Regions from separate parts of the Mus musculus genome. Here region 2 is linked to region 1. The links are chromatin contacts, called in public HiChIP or PLAC-seq maps. All regions are on one chromosome and are shown on one strand. Each heading gives the region's core, a stretch centred on a gene start, on an enhancer-like site or on the middle of the called end of the contact. The rest is flanking DNA. Distances are from core to core; before and after follow the strand shown. Region 1 holds the start of Tbc1d16 (TBC1 domain family, member 16). Region 2 overlaps Rptor (regulatory associated protein of MTOR, complex 1).

What was found. HiChIP or PLAC-seq counts read pairs in DNA pulled down with a chosen protein or histone mark.
Region 2: an H3K4me3 HiChIP or PLAC-seq map of bone marrow-derived macrophages shows a contact between it and region 1, with 4 times the contacts expected there. The contact joins the enhancer-like site here to the promoter of Tbc1d16 in region 1. A contact is called at or near these places in 3 of 39 promoter capture datasets (cranial neural crest, hippocampal neurons and liver), 1 of 15 datasets of contacts at CTCF or cohesin (embryonic stem cells), 1 of 484 Hi-C or Micro-C datasets (embryonic stem cells), 5 of 115 datasets of contacts at active chromatin or transcription factors (bone marrow-derived macrophages, embryonic stem cells, large pre-B cells and 2 more) and 1 of 9 other capture datasets (embryonic stem cells).

What each region holds. Positions count from the first base shown.
Region 1 is chr11:119,227,084-119,229,875 of GRCm38.p6, reverse strand. Tbc1d16 (TBC1 domain family, member 16) reads left to right here and starts at 1,377. Exons shown (of 12, transcript NM_172443.3): 1 at 1,377-1,480. Ccdc40 (coiled-coil domain containing 40) reads right to left here and starts at 1,304. Exons shown (of 21, transcript NM_001364767.1): 1 at 1,129-1,304; 2 at 714-848. The coding sequence starts at 742.
Region 2 is chr11:119,893,524-119,896,223 of GRCm38.p6, reverse strand. Rptor (regulatory associated protein of MTOR, complex 1) reads right to left here. Exons shown (of 34, transcript NM_028898.3): 30 at 1,841-1,968; 31 at 1,219-1,305; 32 at 205-321. Among named protein-coding and RNA genes, the nearest start is that of Chmp6, 19 kb to the left of the region's middle. Within about 2 kb of position 1,338, at least 51 of the 459 cell types and tissues checked have an H3K27ac peak or open chromatin away from gene starts, as enhancers often do. A contact at or near this core is called in embryonic stem cells, where this site is marked.

The DNA of each region.
Region 1 (2,792 bases), core at 128-2,627:
TGCTCAGAATCTTTGCATTTCAAGTCTTCCCCAAGTTGGAGCTCATTCTATACCTGTGGCTTCACAGTTAGCCTTCTCGTGGGATATACTCTGGATGTGTTTCCATGGGTGTCCATAAGGACTTTAACTATATGAAACAACCCAGAAAAGTCTGAGCAAATAGAACTGTTTAAACTTGCTTTTGTTTTGCACAAAACCTAAAACAGTGCCGGCAACAGCATTTTGGGGTTCACTCAGTGATGGGGATCAGTCTATCCCTCAAGACCATGATGGGGGTGAGGGGAATCCATCTTGCAGGGGGAGGTATGGGCCTAGCCCAATCCCAACGGAGCTACTGCTCCTCCTTTCTTCCCACTCTTGTAATACTGAACGGCGTCCCATCCATCCAAGTCCTGCTTTGCAGCGGGTTTATCAAGCATGATGGTTGCCATGGTTACCGCGGGGCGTTAAAGTCTGTAGTCCAGGAGAAGCAGGGGCTAGGAGTAAGGAATGATGGGGGGTGGGGGGCGCTTGAAAAGGACAAAGAACAGAAGGTGCAAGAGATAGGGGACATGGGGGAGCGTGGGTTGGGTAGTGTAGGACAGGTCCAGAAAGTGGAGAAGAGCGGGAAGGGGCACAGAAGTGAAGGAGAAGGCGGTCCGGGTGGGGGTACCTGCGTGCAGAAATTTAGTGAAAACATCTGGTGGGTTTATTATCCCTCCTGCGGGGCTTACCCGTCAGCCTGGTCCTCCGGCTCCGCCATCTCTCGTTGCTAGGCTACGCCATCAACATCCGGCGAAGTCTGGACCGCGTGCTCCAAGACCGCAGGAGGCGGGGTCTGGCAGCGTCCATCGATTCACACAGAAACACTAAGCAAACACATTAAAGAACAAATGTGTTTTGCCTGTCCGTCGCCATGTGTCCCAGACTTTCCCGGCTGGACTTAGTTCCCGTAGAGTGACCCTGATGATGTTCAGGGACTCAAAGAAAGTGGCAGGCAGGTTGGGGATGCTGGGTCCGGGAAACGCGCCTAGCTCTGGCTCTTCCACTTCCAGCTTTGGGTTACTCAAGAACCAGTACCTTTTGGGGAGCATCATTCCTTCGTAACCCTAAGTTTGAGAAATAGAAATGCAAGGGGTGAGCGCATACATGGGTACAGGGAGGCCCTGCCTTTCGGATCGAGGGCACAGGGCTCCCATCCAGGGCAGGGTCCGGGGTACTAGGCGCGTGGCGAGATCCTGCAGAGTCAGCAGAAAGCCCCGAGCAGGGGTCGACGGATGCGCAGGACCCTGAGGTTGGAGTTAGTGCCTGGCGTTCCGGGCTGAGCGGGGCTGGGCCCCGGGGCGGAGCGAGGCGGAGCGGGGGCGGAGCGGAGGCGGAGCGGGGACGGCCTCTCCATATTCCCTCCCCGCCGCGCCTCGCTTTCGGCGGCGGTGGCAGTGGCGGCGGCGGTGGTGGCTCCTGGAGCCGGCGCGTGTCCAGCCCTCGCGGCGGGACCCGGGTGGGTATCAGGGTTCTTCTGGGATCGCGGGCCGGGGATTTTGGGGTCCACTCGGGACGACGTGGCGGTTCCTGGGTACCCTGGAATCTGCACGCACCGGACCCGGGCCTGCTGCGCGGGGGTCCGGGAGTGGCTGGGGGACCGGCTCTGGGCTCTGGGCGGGGGCGATGCGGAGGAACCCGGATCTTGCTGGGGACGCCCTGGGAACTCCACCCTCGAGTGAGACTCTCTGCTTTGGGAGTGGGCCCACTCGAGGAGACTCGGTCCTCGCCTGTCTGGAGCTGTGGGCCGGGGCACTTGCGGTCTTTGTCTTGCTGGCTGGTCTGAGCATGCGAAGAACTTATGGGGTTCCTGCACTGTCAGACAGAGCCCCCAAGGTGTGCCATGCCCTCCTGGGGCGTGTGCGGTCTTAGCGTTGGGGCACTAGGGGGAAATGGTCAGGGCTATTTAAGAGGCCCCATGTCAGGATCCTCGCTTCTTTTTTAGCCTGCGCGCCTCTCTCTCTCTCTCTCTTTCCTCAAAAGAAAGAAAGAAAAAAAGGGATAGTATAAAAAGAAAAAAGGGCAATTTAAGATTGCTAAAAATAACCCACGGAACCCTGCCAGAACGCGCGGTGAGAAAAGCCTGTTCCTCCGAAGTCGGTGTCACATGTTGGCCACAATCTAGTCCAGGTTCCGTTCAGAAATAGGGGAATAGAAAAGCGTCTCTTGACTCTGTTAAAGTTTGTTCCATGGACTCTGTCAACTTCCTTTATCAGGAAAGAGAGAGAGAGGGGAAGTGTCCTGTCACCAAGCATACTGGTCAGAACATGGGTGCAAAGAGCCGGGGACTAGGGGCTCCACTCTAAATCTTAATAACTGATCAAAGAATTTAAAAGAAACTATGTATGTAGCTCTTGGAAGAAATATTGACATTAACCTTGATAGCGAATATTGAACTTAGTGGTGCGGTGACTTTGGGCACAGGGGCCGGCTAAGATTCACCCATTGGGAATTTACCAGAGTTGGTTCTTAGCTGGTTGCTGGGGATGGATCTCTTAGCTGAGCAGTACTTATGGGTTTTTTCTCTGTTTGTTTGTTTTGTCCCCCCCCCCCCCCCATAGCTTTCTGGTGAGTGGAATGTCTTGAGTATAGCTAGGAAGTTCTTCTTGGGAACTGTTGACTCTCCTGGCAATCACGGTGTCTGTTAACAGCCTCGGATCACCATGTGTGGGTTTTCGTTGTGCGAAAACAGGCCCGTGAAAGAGCTGCAGTTTATAAGCTTTCAAAACCACATTTTTTATTATGACTATTTATTGTGTGGGGTGTGTGTG
Region 2 (2,700 bases), core at 89-2,588, 670 kb before region 1:
ATGCCAGGGGGCAGGTCTTTGTTCTCAAAGCTGGATAAGGCAGGGGAGACATCTTTTGTTTTTATTTCATGGTAGTACAGTTACACCCTCTAAACTGTTCTTTCAAAGGTCCTGTGGAGGACAGAGACAAAGGCTGTACACTCTGAAAGGGCCTTCTGCTTAGAAACAGGGGGCTGCATGGAGGGAGGCAGGCAGGGTACCTACCAGGCGATCAGGTTTGCCTGGGGGTGGATGTCCAGGGCTGTCAGCCCCTTCACAATCTGCATTACATTCACAGACTCGGGCATCCGAGGGTCGAAGAAGCGCACATCTCCATTGACACTGTGAGAAAGGACCAGGGTGATGCTTGCTGGTGGCAACCTTAGGGATACTATCTGGAGCCCTGAGGGGGAGGAACCTGGCTCTGAAGGATGGCATAACTGGCCATGAGAAGTTTCAATGCCCACTTGCACATGCTGGTAAGGCCAAAGCCATGTAGACTCCCAGGACCCCTCCAAGTCAGGTGGAGCACAGATCCCCACGTCGAACCACCCCACTGGTCTTGGCAGCCAGGGTTCCCATCAAGCTGCCCCTCTCAAGCCAGAAAAGGCTAGGATTGACTAAAGGGAGATAGCATGCTCACACAAAGGGGGACACAGCAGGGTCAGAGAAGAGATTACAAGAAAGGCCAGGAACAGAGTTGTCAGAGGCAGAAGATGGCTGAGGGATCCCTCGCCTGTGCTTATAGCCTTCTGCTTCAATGTCCACTCCAAGAATTATGCTTTGCTTTATGCCACAGACAAGGGGGGAAGGAAATCTCTCTGAAGAAGTGGTGGCTTTGTGACAGTGAATTATGCTTTGCTGTCTCTTTAACAGCAGATAAAGATCCACTGCTCTCAGCACAGTATTTACTGAGCAGTGGGCCCGAGTTTACGTGCACAGGCTGGCTGGCACTGAGGTGACTTGCTAGGGAGGTGCCACCCACCTGGTGCATTCTGCTTTGCTGCTCCTGTGAGGGACACGCCTATCTGTGCATCTCCTCCTTCAGCCCAGCCTACCTGCCACCTCCACCCCGACTCTTGCTCTGCCCTCTGACCTTTCAGGCCAGTCACGGAGTTACTGTCAGTTACTGCCCTGAAATGCCAACAGTCCCTAGCTATTTAAACACCAAGAACATATTTAAATGGAGGGAGAATAATGTTTTCACAGCAAATGTCTCATGCATATTTTGCTCCTTACCTCACACTCACGATGTGGCCCTCAGGGTGCTTCTGCAGGTAGGCCTTTACCACCCACGCTGTGTGCTCTCGGTAAGTCATGACCCGGCTAAGGAGGAAGGTGTGGTCAGGACTGGCCCAGCCCAGTTCCTCTCCCCAACTGCTCTGCAGGAGGGAACTGCAGGTAGGGCTAGGAGGAGTGGGCTGAACTGGAGCTGGCAGCCCTGCCCTTGGGCGGAGCCTCAAGAGGACACCCAGAAGGAGGAGGGGCTAGCGAGGCTGTCCTAGGCCACCCCCTCATTTCTCTCTCCTCTGTTTACCCAGTTAGGGTCTTGAAGCCTGGGTGCCATTTTGAGATGAGGAAGACCTGGTCCTGCCTTAGTCAGCAGTTTAGTGAGGTCACTGTTTCTGTCTGTGGGGTCAACTTGAAGCAGCCAGACAGTGAAAGGTGAAGGTTGACCCCACTGAGCCTTCTCTCTAGCCCTGGGTGCCATCTTCTTGTCTGGTATCAGAGGTCCACTGTGCACTGCCGAAGACACTTCATGCTCACTGAGCAATCTGGACTTATTACTGGCAGTGGGGTGGCCTCTGCCATCTGGAAGGAGCTTGAATAGTGCTAAGGAGAGGGGAGATGTGACAGTTACCATTCACTGAGTGCCATCCTCCTGTCGTAGACACGGATCGAGCCATCACCCAGGCCAGCCACAATGAGCGAACGGTGCGAATCACAAGACAGACTTGTCACACAGCTGTCAGCACCCGTGGGGATGTCCTAAGCCCAAAGAGAGAGCAGTGAGGAGCCTCGAGCTGGCTGCAGGGTGTTCTGTGGAGATATCCTCTTCTCTCTCAGGCTGAGAAACTGGTCTCCACCTGCAAGGCTCTCACAGGCCAGAGGAACTGGGCCAAGGGTAGTGCAGGGTTCACAGGGCGTCAATCATGCCCTGATCTGCGATCTGCGTGAGAGTCTGCCCTGAGCCTGGCCTACCAGGCAGGTGGAGCAGAGCCTGTGAGCCTGGGCCTGGGCACAGCCTGGAAGGCAACTGTGGGGATGCCTGGTGCTCAGTGCCAATTAATCTTCCCAGCAATCTCTCCCTTTCCTGAAAAGAAAGGCGAAGCACATTTTGGCAGGGAGGGAGCCTCGTTAGCTCTCTCCTCAAGCCCCTAATTAGCCAGGGAAGAGCTGAGGGAAGGCTTCTCTGCTCCCCACGGTGGCCATAAATACTGCAGAAGGGCAGGGGGTGATGAATGGCAGCAAGAAGGAATGGGAGCTGGAAATGGGCCTCAGAGGGAAAAATGCCTTCTAATCAGATGGGGTGAGCCTGAGAGGAACCCGCGGGCTGGGGAGGGCTGTGAGTCGGGGAGGTTGTGACGGAGCCCCACTCCTGCCTTTGCAGCTGACGTGATGACACCCAAGGAGGCCCTGTACCTGCAGGAGCCCCACAGGGTCCCTGGCAGCACCCTTAGGAGTAGGAACAATCAGGCTCTCTCTCCCCACAGGGACAGG